Linked DNA regions of Mus musculus: region 1 is linked to region 2. The links are chromatin contacts, called in public promoter capture Hi-C maps. All regions are on one chromosome and are shown on one strand. Each heading gives the region's core, a stretch centred on a gene start, on an enhancer-like site or on the middle of the called end of the contact. The rest is flanking DNA. Distances are from core to core; before and after follow the strand shown. Region 1 holds the start of Ccdc8 (coiled-coil domain containing 8). Region 2 holds the start of Ehd2 (EH-domain containing 2).

Region 1 (4,664 bases), core at 1,402-3,901, 1.0 Mb before region 2:
TCTCCTGGGCAGGGTTGGCAACCTGGGAGTGTGCCAGAAGACTCTCCTGCGCATGCGAAACCATGAGAAGCGTCCTGGGGTCTGGAACCTCACTGTCTTTACCTGTTTCTGGGCCCTAGATCCCGAACCAGCTGAGGCTTCCTGTATACCCTGAGGTCCTGCCTCCTCCCTCTGGTCATGGAGGACCCCTGCCCTTTGGTCAGCTAGGACCTCCACCCTCTGATTTTCTGTAGCACCAGTTCTTTGGTTAGCTGGGCCCTCTGCCCTCTGACTATCTATGGCTTCTGCCCTCTGGTCAGGTGGGACTCCTGCCCTGAGATAAGCTGCAGCCTCTACCCTCAGATTAGCTTCAGCCTCTGCCTTTGGACTAGCTGCAGCCTCTGCCCTTGGACTAGCTTCAGCCTCTGCCCTTGGACTAGCTGCAGCCTCTGCCCTTGGACTAGCTGCAACCTCTGCTCTTGGATCAGCTGCAGCCTCTGCCCTTGGACTAGCTGCAGCCTCTGCTCTTGGATCAGCTGCAGTCTCTGCCCTTGGACTATCTACAAGCTCTGCCTTCTGGTTAGCAGCAGCCTCTGCTATTGGACTAGCTGCAGCCTCTACTCTTGGATCAGCTACAGCCTCTGCCCTTGGACTAGCTGCAGCCTCTGCTCTTGGATCAGCTGCAGTCTCTGCCCTTGGACTATCTACAAGCTCTGCCTTCTGGTTAGCAGCAGCCTCTGCTATTGGACTAGCTGCAGCCTCTGCTCTTGGATCAGCTGCAGCCTCTGCCCTTGGACTAGCTGCAGCCTCTGCCCTGGGACTAGCAACAGCCTCTGCCCTGAGACTAGCTGCAGCCTCAGTCCTTGGACTAGCTGCAGCCTCTGCCCTTGGACTAGCTGCAGCCTCTGCTCTTGGATCAGCTACAGCCTCTGCCCTTGGACTAGCTGCAGCCTCTGCTCTTGGACTAGCAACAGCCTCTACTCTTGGATCAGCTGCAGTCTCTGCCCTTGGACTAGCTGCAGCCTCTGCCCTTGGACTAGCTAGAGGCTCTGCCCTCTGGTTAGCTGCAGCCTCTGCCCCCTGGTTCTCTGCAGCCTCTGGGTGCTCCTCAGCTGGCATGCCTGTTCCCTGAGCGAAGGGTGGCACCTGCTCCTTCCTGCATCGTCTCAGGGAAACCCACTTGATCTTGGGCTTCCAGCGTCTAGTACCCAGCATCTGGTCACTCCGGTCTCCTGTGTTTCTGGAGCTATCATCGTCCGAGCTGGCTTGGCTGTGTCTCATTTCTCCAGCCCTCTCAGCTGCTGTGGAGGCCTGCTGGGTCTGGCCCACCTCGGAGCCTGATCTGGGTGCCCAGCCCTTCACCCTCTGTTTCAGCTTCCCCCAGGACACCTGGCTAACATACTCCCTCCATCTGTCGGCCTTGGATGGCTGGGGCCCCAGGTTGTTCTCAAACATGGGCACTGGAAGATTGACTCGGCGTCGTGGAGGAGGCGCGCTGGGCTTCTCCCCACGGCGGAGGAAGGCCTCCACCAGCTCCTGATCATCCTCACTCTCCACATCGCTGCCCAGGAATTTGCTGCCCAAGTAACTGACCGGCATTTTGCGCACCTTCCTGGTCCTCCCGGAGGAGCTCCTGTTGCCTTTGACTTTGGAGGTATCGAAGTCACTCAACTCACTGTCGCTGCCATTGCTGCTGTCATAGGTACCTACAACCAGCCGAAGTGGAGGAGTGACCATCTGCGGGACTCTCCTCACTCTCAGCTCCTTGGTTCTTTTGCGGGGTTGGGGTGGGTGTGGAGTGCTCTTTTCGATGATACGGGCCACATCTTCCAGGGTGCGGCCCTCCTCCTGCAAAAACTGGATTAGCCGCTCCCGAAACTCAGCTTCCTTCGTTGCAGGCTTGGAGATGACTCTCCACACGCCCCCAGCCAGGCGGACCTCCCGGGGGATGAGCAGATAGTCAACATCCTCCCCAATCTGCAGCATCCCCACCGTGGAGTCCTCTTCTTTGCGGAACACCTTTCCGATTTTCTTAAAGGTGCCCACAGGCCTTAAGGCCTCCACTAACACGTCCAGATCGACATCTTTGCAGACGTCGGGGACACTCCAGAGGATCAGGCAATCGGGAGACGGAAGGAAGCCCCAGGGGAACCATCCCCCTACGTGGCTTTTTTCGAGAGTCTTTAAGATCTCCAGCGTGGACGCTCGAGTGGGGGCAAAAAGCCCAGACACTTGGCTGCTAGTCTTGGGGAGGGGGCGGTGGACAGTCCTAGCAACTCTGCTCGCACAGAGTGTCTCCTCCCTACAATTTTCTCTTCAGGAAACAAGTCCAAGTTGGCTTCCCCAACCCCCTCGGAGTTGTAGCAAGCAGTTTTCCAGGATGCTTACATGAACTGAAGCACGCTCATTCCCGAGGCTCAAAGTTCAGTCCAAACTGGAATCGCCAGTGTCCCGGCTCCAAGTTGGGGTCCCACGAGCTCCGATCGCTTCTCCCTTGCCCCAGACACCAGGATATAGCTGAAAGTTCTTGGGAGGACTCTGCAGACAAAGACGGCTCAGCGTGGCCTTTCAATATGGCGAGGTGCTTAAAGGCCTCCGCCCAGCCCCGAGGAGGGTCTCCCGCCCCCAGGCAGTCTGCCACCCGCTCCAAACTGACCTTGCGCTCAGTCTGTGGTGGAGCTGAGAGCCGCAGGAAGTTTCTGGGCGCCCTCCCCTCCTGGGTGAGGCCCACCTTCTCCTTCTCATCTTACACTCTAAGCCTGGGAAGACTGGCAGCGGGGCTGTCCACTCCCCTTCAGGGCAGCCTCCCTCTCCTCCCCCACAGAGGTGTGGCTGCCCCCCAGAGCCTCAATGGGGCCAGGGCTTCCCTTAGCTGCAGCCAAAACCCACGTCATCATCCTTCCCAAAAGGCAACGGGTCCCCCAACCTGCCATCCTAGACGTGCAAGCCCAAAAGGTGCGAGTGCTGATGGCTCAAATCCTTTGAAGGCTATTGCAATTATGAACGTGCGTTTAAAATTAAGGGGATGGGACTAGAGGTGGCTCAATGGTTAGGAGCATGGGCTACCTTTATGTAAGACCTGGGTTTGACTCCCAGAACCAATACGATGGCTCAAAACCCTGTTTATTTCCAGTTCCAGGGGATCCAATACCCTCTTCTGATCTCTGTGAGCACTGCATATACGTGGTACACACACACACACACACACACACACACACACACACACACACACACACACAGAGAGAGAGAGAGAGAAGACATTCATGCACACAAAAAGGGGCACACAAGATAACCCAATGGGTAAAAACATTTCCCCAAAGCCTGAATTCAATCCCAGAACCCACATAAAACCAATTCTACAAAGTTATTGTTCAATCTCCACATGTGCACCCCTATACACAGATTGTACATATATTAATTCACACACGATAAACACGGGTTTTGTTTGTTTGTTTGTTTGTTTGTTTGTTTTTCGAGACAGGGTTTCTCTGTGTAGCCTTGGCTGTCCTAGAACTCACTTTGTAGACCAGGCTGGCCTCGAACTCAGAGATCCACCTGCCTCTGCCTCCCAAGTGCTGGGATTAAAGGCGTGCGCCACCATGCCCAGCCCGATAAACACGTTTTTAAAGTAAAATATTTTCTTGGAGTTGGAGAAATGGCTCCATGGTTAAAAGCACAGGCTGCTCTTTCAGAGGACCTGGGTTCAATTCCCAGCACCCACATAATGCTCATAAATGTCTGTAACCCCACCTCTAGGGGATTTAACACCCCCCCCCCACTGATATACATCAAAACACCAAAGCACATAAAATAAATATATTTTTTAAATAAAAAATTTTCTTAAAAATAAAAAAACCTTTAAGATCACAGAGATGTTGTACCCTCAGTTCTTAGTTTATGTATCCCACGTGGCCTCAAACTTTCAGGGATCCTCCTGCCTCAGCCTCTGTCTACTAGGCTTTACGTAGGCCACTATTATCAGGCTTAAGCAACAACAACAACGGCCAGGTAAGGAAGTGACTTTAATATCAATATAAGAACATATATCAGGCATGGGATGCACACTTGTGATCGCAGTAATTGAAGGCAGGGGGATGAGGAGGGTAAGGTCACTCGCAACTTCAGAGAGCTCACACCAGCCTGAGCTACAAGAGACCCAGGGGCTGGAGAGGTGTCTCTGTGATTAAGAGCGCTTGCTGCTCTTATAGAGGATTCGGTTCCCAGCACCCACGTAGTGGCTTACAGTCACCCAGAACTCCAGTTGATGGGGATCTGATACCTTCTAACCTTCACAAGAAGCATGCCTGCAAAGGTTACGCAAGCGAGAGCGCGCGTGCGTGAGCGCACACACACAATCATAAAAAAAAAAAATTAAAGTAAGATAAACATTTGTGATTTTATTTAACCCAGAAAAACCTTGGAGGCAGATCATGAGCAATGAGGAAAAGGGAAAGGGGACGGAGAAAAAGAAGGTGCAGGAGAGGATTTTTCAGGTTCAGGTTTGGAGTCGGGGTGGGGTGCTTTGTTTGGGTCCTGTCCTGGCTTCAACGTCCCCATTGGGGGTAGGAGGGAGGACGCTTTTGCTGGCTCTGCTTAGGTGAACTTTCCTCCTCTTCACGACATGGAATTCTAGCTGCTCAGCCCAAGGCCTTGAACGTGACTAGTGGTCTCCAAGGCAACAAGGG
Region 2 (4,900 bases), core at 467-2,966:
ATTGAGAAAAAAACTTGACTAGTATGCAAGAGGCCCTAAGTTTTTTTTTTTACCATCATCCCATAAACTGGGCATGGTGGTACACACCTGTAATCCCAGCAGTCTGGAAAGTGGTCATTGTGGGCAGGCGACATTTTCAGAAAAGCAACCGTTTGCTTGCTTTGTATGGTGGCATACACCTATGTGTGTGGGGGGCTGAGGCAGGAGAATCGTGAGGGTAATTTGGGCTACTTAGTGTCCAGACTCTATTTTAGAATGCCAAAATAAAGTAAGGCATGTGTCATAGTTAGGGTGTCTATTGCTATGAAGAGACACCATGACCACGACAACTCTTATAAAGGAAAGCGTTTAATTGGGGCTGGCTTACAGTTTCAGAGGTTCAATCTGTTATCATCATGACAGGAAACGTGGAGGTATGTAGGCAGACATGGTGCTGAAGAGGTAAGTTGTACATCTAGGTTGGCAGGCAGCAGGGAGAGAGAGACTGGGCCTGGCTTGATTATTTGACACTTCGATGTCCCCCCTCTACCCCCTACACACGTCCTCCAAAAAGACTATACCTACTCCAACAAAAACACAGCTCCTAATAATGCCAGTCCCTATGAGCCTACGGAGGCCATTTTTATTCAAACTACCACCCCGTGTGCTGTGTCTATGAACTGATGCTGAGAGTGTATGCCTGCACCACCGTGCTGGGCATATTCTGTGCTGGCGATAGAACTCAGGGCTTCATGTATCCTAGATGGGCACTGTACCAACTAAGCCACATCCCTAGCCCCATGGCCTTGAGGTTTCTCCCCCTTGTGTTTTTGTTGGTGGCGGTGGTGTTGGTGGTGGTTGGTTGGTTGTTTTTATAGTAGATACACAGCGTCTCTACTACGTAGCTTTGGCTGGTCTGGAATTTGCTATGAAGATCAGGCTGGCTTTAAACTCATAGAGATTCACCTGCCTCTGCCTCCCAAATGCTGGGATGAAAGGCTTGTGCCACCACATTGGGCCTGTGCACTTACATTTTAATAATTTACTTTTATTTATATGTGTTGGTGTTTTGCCTGCTTTGCACATGTGTGTGTGAGGGTGTCAGATCTTGAAGTTACAGACAGTTGTGAGCTGTTGTAATATGTGTTGTAATGTGAGTTGTAATGTGGGTGCTGGGAATTGAATCCAAGTCCTCTGGAAGAGCAGTCAGTATTCTTTTTTTGGGGGGGGGGTGGAGGTTTTTTTGTTTTAGCTTTTGTTTTTCGAGACAGGGTTTCTCTGTATAGCTCTGCTCTGTATAGCTCTGCTGTCCTGGAACTCACTTTGTAGACCAGGCTGACCTCAGAACTCAGAAATCCGCCTGCCTCTGCCTCCCAAGTGCTAGGATTAAAGGTGTGTGCCACCACGCCCGGCTCAGTCAGTATTCTTAAATGCTGACCATCTAACTCTTCCGTCTTGTACTTAAGATTTTAAAATTACTGTTGTTACAGTTATTTTTGAGACAGGATCCCCGCCCCCCCCCCCACGCGGTCCAGCTGGCTTCAAACTTGCATGCACCACTATGATCAGACAAATTATTGGTAGGCCTGCTGCAGCCTCTGTCAACTTATTTGCTAAGAGAGGGAGCCAAAAGCTGGAGGATGGGGCTCACACTGAACTAAGGAGTGCACGCTCGAACCTGTGCGCGTTTTCACAGTGCCCGCCAGGGGGCGCCCGAGGCTGGCGCGGGCTAGGACAGGGGGCCTGGGGCCCGCCCTGCTCGCCGCTCCTAGCGCACGCGGCCCCACCCGTCTCACTCCACTGCGGACAGGACAGAGCTCGGGCTGCTTGCTCTGCGCTCCCCAGATCCCTGGTGAGTGCTCCCCAAATCCCACCTCTCACCCTCGCTCCCCTCTGTAACAGTCTGTGCACTCTCCGTCCCAGTCGCTCCCAATTCCCACACTCCAGGACTACCCCCACCCCTCCTCAAATCTTCCCTCAACCTCCTCAGATCTCCCCAGCCTCTCTTTAGTACTCCGTATAGCCCCCTCCCCCTCCCCCTCCCCCAGTTCTCCCAGTCCCTACCCAGCCTTCATCTTTGAAGACTCCCCCTTTGAAGTGGCCTTCTACCCTCCACACCCATCTCTGCTCCCCTTGGTCCGTCTTGCCACCCAAGAGCCTTCTCTTGCCTCTCGAAGTGCATAGACTCTTCAGCCACCCCTTTTTGAGATGCCCCTCAGCTGCCTCCCTGCCTGGGACATTTCCAGGGTTCCCTCTCTTCATCTATGTCACAGGTTCTTCCGTCCGTTATTTCTCCCACCCCTCCAATCCATTTTCTTTCCACTCTTCCCTTTTCCTTTAAGTCACAATGATTTTATATTTTGATTTGCAACGTTTGGGGTTTTGTTTGTTTGTTTTGATATTTAAATTGTCCCATCTTTGAGTCAGATATGGTGGCACACTCCTTGAACCCCAAGATGTAGAAAGCAGAGGCAGGCAGATCTCAGTCTAAGGCTAACCTGGGCTACATAGGTCCAGGTCAGTCAGAGCTACATAGTGAGAATGTAGGGGGCGGGGATGTCGGAGAGGAAGCTGGTGGTGGAGAGTTCACTGAGAGTCAGAACTGGCTGCTCTTCCAGAGGTAGAGGTAGAGGATGGTCCCGAACTTCTAATCTTGTGTCTGCCTGCCTAGTGCTGAGATTACAGATATGCACTCTGCCCTACATGGTAGCTCAAAACCATCTGTTACTTCAGTCCAGGGGAATCCAAAATTCTTTTCTGGCCCCCAAGGGGCCATGAACATGGAACACAGGCATACATAAAGACACATAAAATATTTTTAATAAAAGAAAAAAAAAAGGAAAAATTGTCTCATCTTTGGCTAAGGAGAGCCATTTCAGGCTGAGTGCTGGGTGGCCTTTGAGCTGACTCAGACTGGCTTGTTCCTTCCTAACCTCCAAGCCCCAGGCCCAGCCCCAGCCCCAGCCCCAGCCCCAGCCACAGCCACAGCCACAGCCACAGCCACAGCCCCAGCCACAGCCACAGCCACAGCCACAGCCACAGCCACAGCCACAGCCACAGCCACAGCCACAGCCACAGCCACAGCTCTGGGACAGCTGCTCTTCTAAGGAGCCCTCCATTCTTTCTGTGAGGAATGACAGTTAGAGACTCCAATCTGACCAAAAGCTGGCTCTTCAAAGTCACTAAAATAAGCGTCTACCTATGGAGCAAGGGGAGAGACTATTACTGACAGCCAGGAGATGCATCAACCCAGACACCACAGGCTCGTGAAGGCATTGAGGCACTACAGAGAGCACGGTCTGGCTTTAGGGGTGCTCACTACTGCAAGGTTGGTGACAACTTTCCCCCTAAGCTTTGAGGCCTAACATGGGAGCCCAGCTGGAGTGCTTTCCAGCTCGATGAACCCGTGCAAGCTACTGATGCCTTCCTGAGGCTCAGTTTCCTCCGTGAAACAGTGTGGGTAAGGTTGAGGAATAGCTGGGTTTGTAGAGTGCTTGCCTAGCCTGCTTGAAGCCTGAGGTTCTAGCCCCCAACTCAGGATAAAAGTCAGCATGCCAGTGCACATCTGTAAGCTCAGAGCTAGGGAGGTAGAGACAAGAAGACCAGAAGGTCAAGATTATCCTCTGTTCAAGTGCATCATGAAATACACAAGACATGATATCAAAAAGAAAAGACCGCCGGGCATAGTGGCGCACGCCTTTAATCCCAGCACTTGGGAGGCACAGGCAGGTGGATTTCTTAGTTCAAGGCCAGCCTGATCTACAGAGTGAGTTCCAGGACAGCCAGAGCTACACAGAGAAACCCTGTCTCGAAAAATCAAAAAAAAAAAAAAAAAAAAAAGAAAAGACCTAATATGGGGGTAATGGTAGAGCCACCAGGTAGTCATGAAAATTAAGGGAGCTGGCACAGGGTTATGAGTGTGGCTCAGTGATTAAGAGTCCCTGCCTAGAATCCCCCAGTGAGGGGCCGGGGGCGTGGCTCAGTGGTAGAGCCCTGCCTAGAATCCCCCAGTGAGGGGCTCAGGTATGGCTTGGCTTTACTGTGTTTGCCTAGCATGCTCAAGATTCTGGGTTCTGTTCTAGCATCACACCCCAAATATGAGCTGGCACGGTGTCTGGTTTATAGTTTTCACGCATCTTTCCAATGACAAGACTCCTCCTGGCCTGGGTGCACCTAGGTAGCCTCTACAGCCTTGTTTCTCATCCCTCTGGCACTGCATCCCCACCAGACAATTCTCAACTCCCAGCCCCCAAGAGCCTGTCCCACCCTTGGGCCTTTGTACATACCATCCTCTGCGTAAGACCTTTGTCTTGCCTGTGCTCCACAAAGAAGCTCAGAAGTCAGCCTTTCCCAGGCCTTTGCTGACCCCGTGGTCAGTTTCCCATGCCCCCTCTGGATGCCTGGAATTCTGCAGGTATCACTAACTGTTGGGTGCCCAGGCCCTCAGTTGTGGGCTCTGGTTGGAAGGCAACTGGACTTTATGGCTCTTATCTTGGATGATAGCTCCTGCAGCATCGAGCGAGCCATGTCAGTGAAGATATGTTTAATGATGGTCATGTGATGTAATGATGCACGGATTTAGCAATGACTTTCTTTGGATGCCTTTTGAGATAGGGTCTTACACGTTGCCCGGTCCAGCTTTGAACTTCTGATCTTCCTCCCTCAGCTTCCCAGGGTCACAGATGTACTTAACTATATCCAGCTCAGGGATGCATTTCTTCCCCAGCAGTTCCTTCCTTTGCTATAGTCTCTCTTATTTTTCAAAGCACTTCCTCTTCTTGAACCCAGACAGTCTCATGCTAGCCCCTCCCCCTCCGTCTTCCTATCACTGGCTCGGCCTGCTCCTCCCAGTATCTATAGCCATACTCTAGCAGTCTTCCATTGTGTTCCCCCCTCTTCTGGCAGGTGAGCTCTCCACCTT

Evidence for each region. Capture Hi-C pulls out chosen DNA fragments and counts their contacts.
Region 1: a promoter capture Hi-C map of pancreatic islet shows a contact between it and region 2. The contact joins the promoter of Ccdc8 here to the promoter of Ehd2 in region 2. A contact is called at or near these places in 1 of 39 promoter capture datasets (liver) and 1 of 9 other capture datasets (pancreatic islet).

What each region holds. Positions count from the first base shown.
Region 1 is chr7:16,991,889-16,996,552 of GRCm38.p6, reverse strand. It overlaps Ccdc8 (coiled-coil domain containing 8), which reads right to left and starts at 2,651. Exons shown (of 1, transcript NM_001101535.2): 1 at 1-2,651. The coding sequence starts at 1,965.
Region 2 is chr7:15,964,351-15,969,250 of GRCm38.p6, reverse strand. It overlaps Ehd2 (EH-domain containing 2), which reads left to right and starts at 1,716. Exons shown (of 6, transcript NM_153068.3): 1 at 1,716-1,831; 2 at 4,885-4,900.